Regions from separate parts of the Mus musculus genome. Here region 2 is linked to region 1. Evidence: chromatin contacts called from public HiChIP or PLAC-seq data. All regions are on one chromosome and are shown on one strand. Each heading gives the region's core, a stretch centred on a gene start, on an enhancer-like site or on the middle of the called end of the contact. The rest is flanking DNA. Distances are from core to core; before and after follow the strand shown. Region 1 holds the start of Tmod3 (tropomodulin 3). Region 2 has its middle 31 kb from the start of Mapk6.

The links. HiChIP or PLAC-seq counts read pairs in DNA pulled down with a chosen protein or histone mark.
Region 2: a contact with region 1 is called in a FOXA1 HiChIP or PLAC-seq map of pancreatic cancer cells. The contact joins the enhancer-like site here to the promoter of Tmod3 in region 1. A contact is called at or near these places in 5 of 39 promoter capture datasets (the 3T3-L1 cell line, erythroid cells, liver and 1 more), 9 of 484 Hi-C or Micro-C datasets (B cells, the C2C12 cell line, bone marrow-derived macrophages and 5 more), 1 of 115 datasets of contacts at active chromatin or transcription factors (pancreatic cancer cells) and 1 of 9 other capture datasets (liver).

Annotation. Positions count from the first base shown.
Region 1 is chr9:75,556,904-75,562,266 of GRCm38.p6, reverse strand. Tmod3 (tropomodulin 3) reads left to right here and starts at 2,610. Exons shown (of 10, transcript NM_016963.2): 1 at 2,610-2,767.
Region 2 is chr9:75,376,273-75,381,635 of GRCm38.p6, reverse strand. No RefSeq gene overlaps it. Among named protein-coding and RNA genes, the nearest start is that of Mapk6, 31 kb to the left of the region's middle. Within about 2 kb of position 2,660, at least 32 of the 459 cell types and tissues checked have an H3K27ac peak or open chromatin away from gene starts, as enhancers often do. A contact at or near this core is called in pancreatic cancer cells, where this site is marked.

The sequences.
Region 1 (5,363 bases), core at 1,361-3,860:
GCCCTGGGAGACTAAGAGAGATTTCTTTGTGGCCAGCCTGGTCTAATAGGGAGTGTCAGAGCAGCCAGATTATGTAGCAAGACCTTGTCTCAAATGAATACACAAATTATAAATATATATATATGTCTTAGTCAGGGTTTCTATTCCTGCACAAACATCAAGACCAAAAAGCAGTTGGGGAGGAAAGGGTTTATTCAGCTTACACTTCCATACTGCTGTTTATCACCAAGGAAGTCAGGACTGGAACTCAAGCAGGTCAGGAAGCAGGAGCTGATGCAGAGGCCATGGAGGGATGTTCTTTACTGGCTTGCTTCCCCTGGCTTGCTCAGCCTGCTCTCTTATAAAACCAAGACTACCAGCTCAGGGATGGTCCCACCCACAAGGGGCCTTTCCCACTTGATCACTAATTGAGAAAATGCCTTATAGTTGGATCTCATGGAGGCATTTCCTCAACTGAAACTCCTTTCTCTGTGATAACTCCAGCTGTGTCAAGTTGACACACAAAACCAGCCAGTACTACATATATATATATGTATGTATGTATGGAGGGGGGGGGACAGACAGAGATGGGAGGGAAGGAGGGACAAAGAAAGAAGATATAGAAGAAGAAAGAGAGGAGAGGAGGGAGAGAAAAGAGTGGAGGGAGGGAAGGAGGGAGGGAGGGAGAGAGAGAGAGAAAGAGATTGAGATTTTCCAGATTATCCGTGATATTCAGTGAGTGTCAGCAGCACAAATCCGGAGTGTTTACTTAACCAGGGGTGCTCCCGCCCTGAGAGGAAGAAGTAGATGCCAGAAATAGATGCCAGGAGAAACTAACCATTGGGTGACTCCCTATTCTGGGTGTAACTGGAATGTACCTCAAGCATGCTCTCCAGTCCTCTTCTGGGCTGCTTTTTTTCTTTTTTTTTTTTTTAATTATCAAGATAGAACACGATTCCTACCCATGCTGATGTCCGTGCTGATGCTCATGATGATGCCTGTGCCCCGTGCCGATGCCCGTGCTGATGCCCATGCCCCGTGCCGATGCCCATGCTGATCTCCATGCCGATGCCCATGCCCCATGCTGATGCCCATGCAGATGCCCATGCTGCTGATGCCCGTGCCAATCATGCCCATTATGCAGAACATCATTAAACGGTCCTCCAAGGTCATCTTCACCTAACTCCATCCCCTCCTTTCCCTCCTTTGACTAGTTGCTTCTCCAGTTTACTCTCTCTCACATTAGCCTAATCGCACTGCCTGTTGTAGAACACAAAGTTGGAACGGGAAGATGGGATGGAGCAGGAAAATGGGCACATGCTGTCTACCAGGTGATTAGAAACAGCATCTGTTAAAAACCACTGCCTTGCTTGGACCCATAAGATAACTAAAAACAGAGTAACCCCTAACATCTATGCTTTCATTTTGTGTCTGCCTTCCTGTTTTGGGTTGCCTAGGTACCTCTGCATGTGGACATATTTACCATTCAAGGACTTCTCTCATGGTCCTTCAGGATAAAGGCATAAAACTAAAGTATGAGAGACATCTTAGAGTCAGCTTTTACAATTACTCCTCAAAGGCACCTGTGGTCACTTTGGATTCCATGAAAATGGTCAGTTACCCATCCCATCCATGGTGGGGAGGATGCATCTTGGAACATGAGCACTTATCCTCTGAGAATGACATTGCCCCCTCAGGCAAAAGGGACTCTTGGGAACAACTTGCAGAACCAGTCTTAAAGAATGACCAGCCAGGACACATTGTGACCAGGATTGCTCAATTATACATACAAGAATGCTTCCTGCCCCAGTTGCTCTGCTTAAATCTAAAGCTCATATGGGCTTATTGACTTCTTTATCTGATCCTTTCCTAGGTGTGTGCATTAATGAAATATATCTCTGCTTCTCACCTTTACTCCTTTGTTTAGTTAGAGGCACCACACCTTGGTGCGATTTATGACCTTTTCTGCCATAAATTGCTTTAAAAAGACAAAACAAAACAAAACAAAACAAAACAAAACCCAAACCAAAAAAACCTCATGTAGCCCAGACTGGCCTTGAACTCTGTATGTAACTGACTGATAAACTTCTGGTACCCCTCCCTCTGCTTCAATTGCTGGGATCTGAGATTACAGGCATGTAACACCACATCCAATTTATACATTATTTGGAATTAAATCTAGGGCTTTGTGTATGCTTGTGTAAGCACCCTACCAACTGTGCTACGATCCCAGTTCCTTAGCTTTTATCTGTCTTCCATGACAAGTTTGAAAGGCTTTCCCATTATCACGCTCTCCCATTAGTAACCAAGGGATTAAGAAAAGCCTTACTCTGTATTATTTGTTTACAAAAGGCCCACCATGCAAGAAGGAAATGTATTACCCAAAAAAAAAAAAAAAAAAAAAAAAAAAGCCTATAGATAGGCTTTCTACCTTCCAGAGGGTCACGGGCAGGTACATATACAGGAGCAGAAAGCATTTTTCTCAGCCTAGTGTCTGTACCCTCTTATAACAACACCCTTCCCATTGTAAAGGACCAGGTCCGTATGTATGGAGCCGCACCCTTCTCCCTTGAACTACAACTCCCAGCATGCAGTCTGCCCCACGAGTACGCACGCGCGTGGGAGGGGACAGTGAAGGGGAACCAGCAATACAGACAGCGCGGTCGGGTTTAGGGGCAGCTGGCGGGAGGATTCGGCAACTCCCTGAACTTGAGGCACCGCGGAGTGTGGGCGCCGGGAAGAGCGATTCAAACCTTGCGGACTGTGCAGTGGGTCGGCGGCCAGACAGGTGAGTTCAGCCCAGTGCTTTCCAGGAAGTCCGTCGGCGGGCGCGGCAGCGGGTCGCTCCGGCCTGGGCGACTAAGAAGGGAGCGGCTGTGCTTCCTGCGCCTTGCCCGCGGGCCTCGCTAGAGAGCAGAGGGTGCCGGGCCGTTCTGGGACGGCGAGCTGTGCTGGGTGTCGCCCGCGGCCAGGCGCGCAGGCTCTGGGCTGGGGTTGAGTCACTTGTGGCCGGCCAGCAGGGGTTCGGAACCGGCCGCCTGGGATTCGGGGCCGCCACTAGTATTTGAGACCGGTCTCCTGGAGTTCGGGACTGTCTACGTAGGGTTTGGGGTTTGGCTGTCTGGGTTTGGGACCGGCCGGTGCTCCGGAACCGGCGTAGCTGGGAAGCTGTCTGAGAAGCGCCTTGCCTTGCCGCCCCTCTACCCCAGCCTTCATCTCGCTGCCTGGCTGTTGTTGGATGAGAGGAAACCCACAAAACTTGGGACACACCCTTTTTGTGATTGAAATCTGGTGTCTTGCATTGGCCATTTTGCTTATCTGCTCTGCCCTGCCTTAGAATAAGTTTCTGGCTCCTGTGCAGCACAGCTGGGGCCAGCTGTGAAGCTGATGCGGGTTTGTTTTGAGGACGTGACTGGGTCGTTGTATCTTCGCTTACAGAAGTTGATGCGTTTCCTCCGCAAGTCTGCATTCTGATTACAAACAGAAATGGGAAACAGCCCCAATTTTTACTTTCCTTTTCTTTCTCGACTCTTTCCCTCTCTCTTCTCTGTTTAAGAATCCCCTTTCCCCTTTCGAATCCTACCACACACACACCCCACCCACGTTCCCTTTCTACTCTCCCATCCAACCCACCCCCCTCTTTCTTGTCTTCTAAGAATCACATTCCCAACTTGACCTCTGCTTCTCTTTAAAAAAAAAAAAAAAAAAAAAAAAAAACCCAAAAACCACAGTCATCTCTTTGGTAATGAACACTGCAGTAAAACTTATCCCAGGAGGTCATACTTAAACAGGAAATGAGCCTGTGGAGATTTGCTGGCTATGAGCAGTCTTCTTTGGTTTCTGACATTTAGTGCAGTTCATGTTTCTTTTTCTGAAAAACTTCGGAATAGGTTTTTTTTTTTGCATATTAAATTGATTAATCAATTGACCTGTCATTATTTTAGAAGAATAGCTTTGCTCAGACTCCTTTTTATTAGTTCTCTTCCTAGTCCTGGTCACACATTTTATACACATATATATCTCTTTTTGATATTTTGAGCTGTGTAGCTCAGGCTGGCCTTTAAGCCTCAGCTTCCCAGTACTTGAATTACAGACGGAGCCACCGAGTCTGGCCATGTCTATAATGTATTAAGAGCTGACAGTAGGGCCAGGAGAGAAGGCTCAGAAGGTGAGAACACACACTGAATCCCATCTCTGGTTCTACACGTGCCATCCATCATATTCCAATCTTAAACGACCTTGCCTTGCATCTCTCAGCATTTGTAGTTTATCTTAGAATGAGGTTGGTGGTAGCCAGGTAACCCATGATCATCCTATCCTTCTATGGTGTATGTGTGTTCAGGTCTTTGCATGCTCTTGTGTGTTCACATGTATGAACATGCATGTGGAAGCCTGGAAGTTGATGTCATATCCTCCTGGATCATATCCACTGAACCATATCCCTATTATCATTAAAGAATTAATCCATTTGGAAAACCATGGCTATGTGTATATCATTCCAACCTTGATGCTAGACAGGAATGACCGACCAAAGGTGTCTTCTTGAGGCTATTACTGCCCTGTAGCTGATTTATCCTTCATCTTTGTGGTAGGCCATTAGGCCACGCTTCACCAGATAGACATTAAATACTTATAGGTCAGATCCCATCACAATTCCTGGTTTTCAGTGTAAAAACAATTTTTTTTCAGGCTGGAGATATAGCTCAGTAAATAAAGGCTTGCCTAGCATGTGTAAGGACCTAGCACCACAAAAGCAGAAAGATAATTTTTCAATTCCCAGCAACTGGCTTGTGGCTTATTTATACAATAGGTTCAGTACAACAGAAAGAACCTAAGGGCCTACATCATGTAGGGACAACACTTTTCACCCATAACATGCATAAATCACCATGCCTGTTCATTTTGAAGTGGAGTTTAGAATTTGCATATCTTAAGTAGAAGTTACACTTTGAAAACCAAAATGGGGAGATAATTTTTAAAAGACATTTTAAGATGCTTATAATGGTTCTTTTAAGACAGGTGCTGATAATTGTAGTATCAGACACGATTGCAGGACTTGTCTAATTTTCAGTTAAAAAAATTTGTTTGAGACAGGGTCTCACATACCCTAGACGGACCTCGGATTTACAATGTGGCCAAAGTTAGCCTTGAACTCCCGATCTTCCTGCCTCTGCATCCTGAATGCTGGGATTACAGGTGGATGCCACCCCGCCAGCTTCTCCTTCCATCTTTTTCTGTACACTCTCAGCTTTCTTCCTCTTTTGTTGTGTGTGTTTCAGTAATTAACTAATTCAGTAAGTAGGCATCTTACTCTGTCCTAGACACTGGGGTTCTTATGTGTGTAAGATAGGATTCCTGTGTCAAGCTTACTTTCTTTGGAACTA
Region 2 (5,363 bases), core at 1,411-3,910, 180 kb after region 1:
ATCATTTACATATATGTTCAAGGGAGTGGCACTATTAGGTGTGGCCCTGTTGGAGTAGGTGTGTGACTATGAGTGTGGGCTTTAAGACCCTCATCCTAGCTGCCTAGAAGCCAGTATTCTGCTAGCAGCCTTCAGATGAAAATGTAGAACTCTCAGCTCTTTATGTACCATGTCTGCCTAGATGATAATGGACTGAACCTCTGGACCTGTAAGCCAGCTCCAATTAAATGTTGCCCTTTATAAGACTTGCCTTGGTCATTGTGTCTGTTCACAGCAGTAAAACCCTAACTAAGAAAGAAGTAGTCCTATTCATTATCGTTGCTTGGGCTCCAGTCTCTCTTTTAAGATAGTGGATAAGCTGTAATTCTGTCTCTCGGAGACAAACTCCCCTCCCCACCACACCATCCCTCAGGCCAGTGTCAGCCTTCAGCTTTTCCTTCTAGCAAGAGACAACTGAATATTCCAATTTTGGAGAGTTCATTGTTTCAATAGTCTGATAGATTATGTGTGCAAATATATCTTTAGAAATCTGTCCTGCCAGGACTGTTCATTCTTCCCAGAACAGATAGAAACACTGACTGTCTATACTAAGTAATCTTTCCACATTAGAACATCTTTTTTTTTTTAAGACTTATTGTTATATGTAAGTACACTGTAGTTCTCTTCAGACACACTGGAAGAGGTCAGATCTCATTACAGATGGTTGTGAGCCATCATGTGGTTGCTGGATTTGAACTCAGCAACTCTGGAAAAGCAGTCAGTGCTCTTAACCACTGAGCCATCTCTCCAGCCCAGAACATCTTTATTTTCTTTTTTGAGACACGGTTTTTCTGTGTAGCCCTGGTTGTCCTGGAACTCACTCTGTAGACCAGGCTGGCCTTGAACTCAGAAATCTGCCTGCCTCTGCCTCCCAAGTGCTGGGATTAAAGGCGTGTGCCACCACTGCCCAGCCAGCCCAGAACATCTTATCTTGATGGTCAGGGCTTTCTGCTGTAGCTCTGGGCTCACTTTCTATCCTTTCTCACCAACCCAGACTCTTGCTTGAAACAGTTCTATGTGGGCAGCCTTCTACCCCCAAAGGCCAGCCTGATTTACATCCACTTTCCAGGTTTGCCAAGAGCAGTCTGCTTTGTCCCTAAGCCCCAAACAAACCTATTCATCAGGAAGTCAAAGCCTGGGATCAGGAGCCAAAGCCTCCCTTCTCTAGCCTTGGGTAAGCATTCTATTCCTTCTCTAGAATCCACGCCTGATCCGTCTGTAGGTTCTGTGGCAATAGCAAGAATCAGCCTCTCACCACCTCCCTAGCTTTGGCCACTGTAAGTTGCAGCTTGCCCTTAGGGATTTGACCACCACCCTGACAGACTCCCTGCTGCTCCCTTATCCTCAATTCACAACTAAAATGCACCATCATAATCTAGCACTCAGCCATTTGTCTGCTTCAGCCTCCCAAGTGCCAGGATTATAGGTATGAACTTCCACGCCCAGGCAGATTGAGCCCTTTTTAATTTTTAAAGATTATTAATAAAATATTATTTATAAATTTGTGTGAGAGTGTGAGTGTGTGTGTGTGTGTGTGAGTGTATGTGTTTGTGTGTGAGTGAGTGAGTGAGAGAGTGTGTGTGTATGTGTGTGAGTGAACGAGAGAGAGTGTGTATGTATGTGTATGTGTGTGTGTGAGAGAGAGAGAGAGAGAGACTGTGTGTGTGTGTTTGTGTGTGTGAGAGAGAGTGTGTGAGTGTGTGTGTGTGTATGTGTGTGTGTGAGAGAGAGTGTGTGTGTGTGTGTGTGTGTGTGTGTGTGTATGTGTGTGTATGTGTGTGTGTGTGTATGTCTTGCTCCTGAGAAGGCAGAAGAGGCGTTAGGTGCCCTGGAGTTGCTGGCATGACAGGCAGTTGTAAACTACCTGATATGGTTGTTGGGAACTGAACCCAGGCCTTCTGTAAGAGCAGCACGCACTCTTAACTGCTGCATCATCTCTGCAGCCCACAGGCTGATGCTCTAAAACTGTTAGACTGCCTCACCCCTTGAGCACAGCATCTAACCGACTCTCCTGCTAATGCACAGAAGCCTGGGAGGGGCACATCCCTCTCCCCCACTCCTCAGTCTACATCACATGGCTCCTGCACTCTGGCCCTGACTGATTTCCTGGCTTTACCCACTGCCTGGGAAGTTCCAGGGACAGAGGTGTGTTACTGTCCCTCTCTTTATTAATCTTGCACCAGGGCCTAGCCTGGTGAGCCCATCACCTGATCTTCCCCTCCACACACCATCCCCAAACCCCAGATCTAGTCTGGGGCCCATATCCAGTACCTGGCCTAGTCTGGACAGTCCCCAACACTCAGCTTTTGACCAGGAGGCACATTGTACCTGCCAGCACAGGCTCCCCTCCTACCACTTGACTTCATACCACGCTGGCGTATCTAACCTCCAAACCCAGTCCTACCGGCACATCTTGAGCTATGGCCAAGCTTGATGTATCTCTCTGATTCAATCCTATGCATATGCTCTCAGATTCCCAGGTAGAGCCTGGGTCTGCTCTACCCATATCATCATACCCAACTGCCAGGATTTGGCCATGACACATATCCTGCCTACCCGCCCAGCCCAGCCCAGCCCAGCCCAGCCCAGCCCAGCCCCACCTTCCACCACACAACTTTGGCCTGTGTCACAACCAACCTCCAGGACTAATGGGAGCCAATACATCTTACACTGCAGCCCAGCCTGGTGACTCCATAACTGACACAGAACAAACAAAAGATGTCTGCATGCCCAGGCGTCATTGAAAAAACAAACACTATAAAAGATCAAGACAGTATGTGCCCCTCCCCCAATCCCCCAATCCTGTAGAATTACCTAGATGAACCCAAGAGCACAGAACCTAAAAGAATACTCATAAGCTTCAAAGAAGTCAAGGAGTGCAAAGATAACACAAGGAGTTCAATGAACTTAAAGAAAATGTAATAAAAGAATAAACATTGAGAGCTGGAGAGATGGCTCAGTGGGTAAGAGCACTGACTGCTCTTCCAAAGGTTCTGAGTTCAAATCCAGAAACCACACGGTGGCTCACAACTATCTGTAATGAGATCTGATGTCCTCTTCTGGTGTGTCTGAAGATAGCTACAGTGTACTCATATAAATAAAATAAATCTTAAAAAAATAGGTCTTACATGATCTTAAAATATTTTTTAAAAAAAAACATTGAAATGATGCCCAAGAAAACACAAACATAATTCTGAATGAAATGACAATCTAGAATTTGAAAACAGAATCCAATAAAGAGAAATATCGATGAGCACATAGGCTGGGATGAAGATGGAATTAAAATACCCCAACTAGAAAAATCAAGGGAAGCCCTTACAAGTAGAGTGGATCAAATAGAAGATAGACTATTAGGACTTGAAGATCCAGTAGAAGAATCAGACCACACAAACAAAGATTATGAAACACATACTTGGTGGGGTGAGGCGGGGCTGGGATATGCAGGAACTATGGAATGCCATGCAAAGACTAGATCTTCAGATTATAGGTATGGATGAAGTAGAAGAGTTCTAAGTCAATGGAATAAACAGATTTTCAACAGGTTCATAAAAGACTTCCTCAAACTAACAGAAGACATACCCATACAGATGCAAGGAGTGCATAGAACATCACATCAACTACGTGAGACCAGAAAAACTCCCCAGGGCATTTCACAGTTAAAACACTATGTAGACAACAGAGTATTGAAAATGGCTAGGGAAAAAAATGTAAGTCATATAAAAAAGAATAACTTGGTTTTTTGAGACAGGGTTTACTCTATATAGCCCTGGCTGTCCTGGAACTCACTCTGTAAACCAGGCTGTCCTTGAACTCAGAAATCCACCTGCAGAGCCTCCCAAGTGCTGGGATTAAAGACATACGCCACCGCTGCTTTTGTTTGGTTTTTGAGACAGGGTTTTTCTGTGTAGAGATGGCTATCCTGGGATTCACTCTATAGACCAGTCTGTCTTTAAACTTACAGAGATCTGCTTCTGCCTCCTGAGAGCTGGGATTAAAGGTGTGTGCCACCACTGTCTGGCAACATCTTTTAAAAGATTTATTATGAATACAGTGTTCTGTCTGCATGTATGCCTACAGGCCAGAAGAGGGCATCAGATCTCATTACAGATGGTTGTGAGCCACCATGTGGTTGCTGGGAATTGAACTCAGGACCTTTGGAAGTGCAGTCAGTGCTCTTAACCGCTGAGCCATCTCTCTAGCCAAACATCTGGCTTCTTAATAGAAATGTTGAAAGCTAGAAGATCTTGAAGCAATGCATTCCACGTTATAAGAGACCACAGCTACTAGCTTGGACTGTTGTACCTAGCAAAACTATCTGCCATAGTTAGAGAAAGGAAAAAAAAATGGTAAAAAAAAGCTTAAAAGAATCCATACCCAGAATATTGGAAGCAATTCTCCAGCCTGAAGAGAGGAATAAGTATAGCCAAGGTGCTGTAGAAAGAAAACAAAGATGTAACCACCAAAACAAAGTATGACTAAGAACATAAACAGTGCCGGGCATGGTGGTTGGATCCCACTGAATCCCAGCACTCGGGAGGCAGAGGCAGGCAGATTTCTGAGTTCAAGGCCAGCCTGGTCCACAAGTAAGTTCTAGGACAGCCAAGGCAACACGGAGAAACCCTGTCTAGGAAACAAAACAAAACACAAACAGCAAAAAGACAATGAAATGCACTCAATGCACAACCTTCCAAAGTAACTTTAAATAGTAATGGCCTTAACACTCTAATCAAAAGGCAGAGGCTTGTAGCCGCTTGTAGTAGTAGCCCATGGGTTATGGGTTCCTGAAAAGAAGATGGGGTCTTGTATGGGAAAGAAAGGCTTTGAGTGACATAAAGAGCCAGTCAAGTTCTCTGATCAAGGCCAATGTTTACTTGAGAGTCTGAGCTTATAAAGGCAGGGTGGGGAGTAAGGTGGGGGCCCATCCCCCACCACGCCAGGATCTCATTGCTTCATTGTCAGGATCACTGCTTTGTCCAGGACAGAGTCAGAACAGGTTCAGCCTCTCAGCAGGTAGTGGTGTCTTGGAGGAAAGGACAATAGACTTTACCTAGGTTGGAAGACTCCACCCTAGGTGGACTCACAACTGTGGCAAGCCAGGTCCAAGCCAGCCTGCTCAAGGTTGGGGGAAGGGCACAGAGGCTGGCTGAATAGATCAAGAAATAAAATCTGGGCCTAGAAAGATGGCCAAGAGGTTAAGAGCATTGATTTTTTTTCCAGAGGACCCACATGATGGCTGATAACTAACTCCACTTACAGGGGATCTGACAGCCTCTTCTGACATCCGTGGGCACTGCACACATGTGGGCTACAGACATACATGGAAG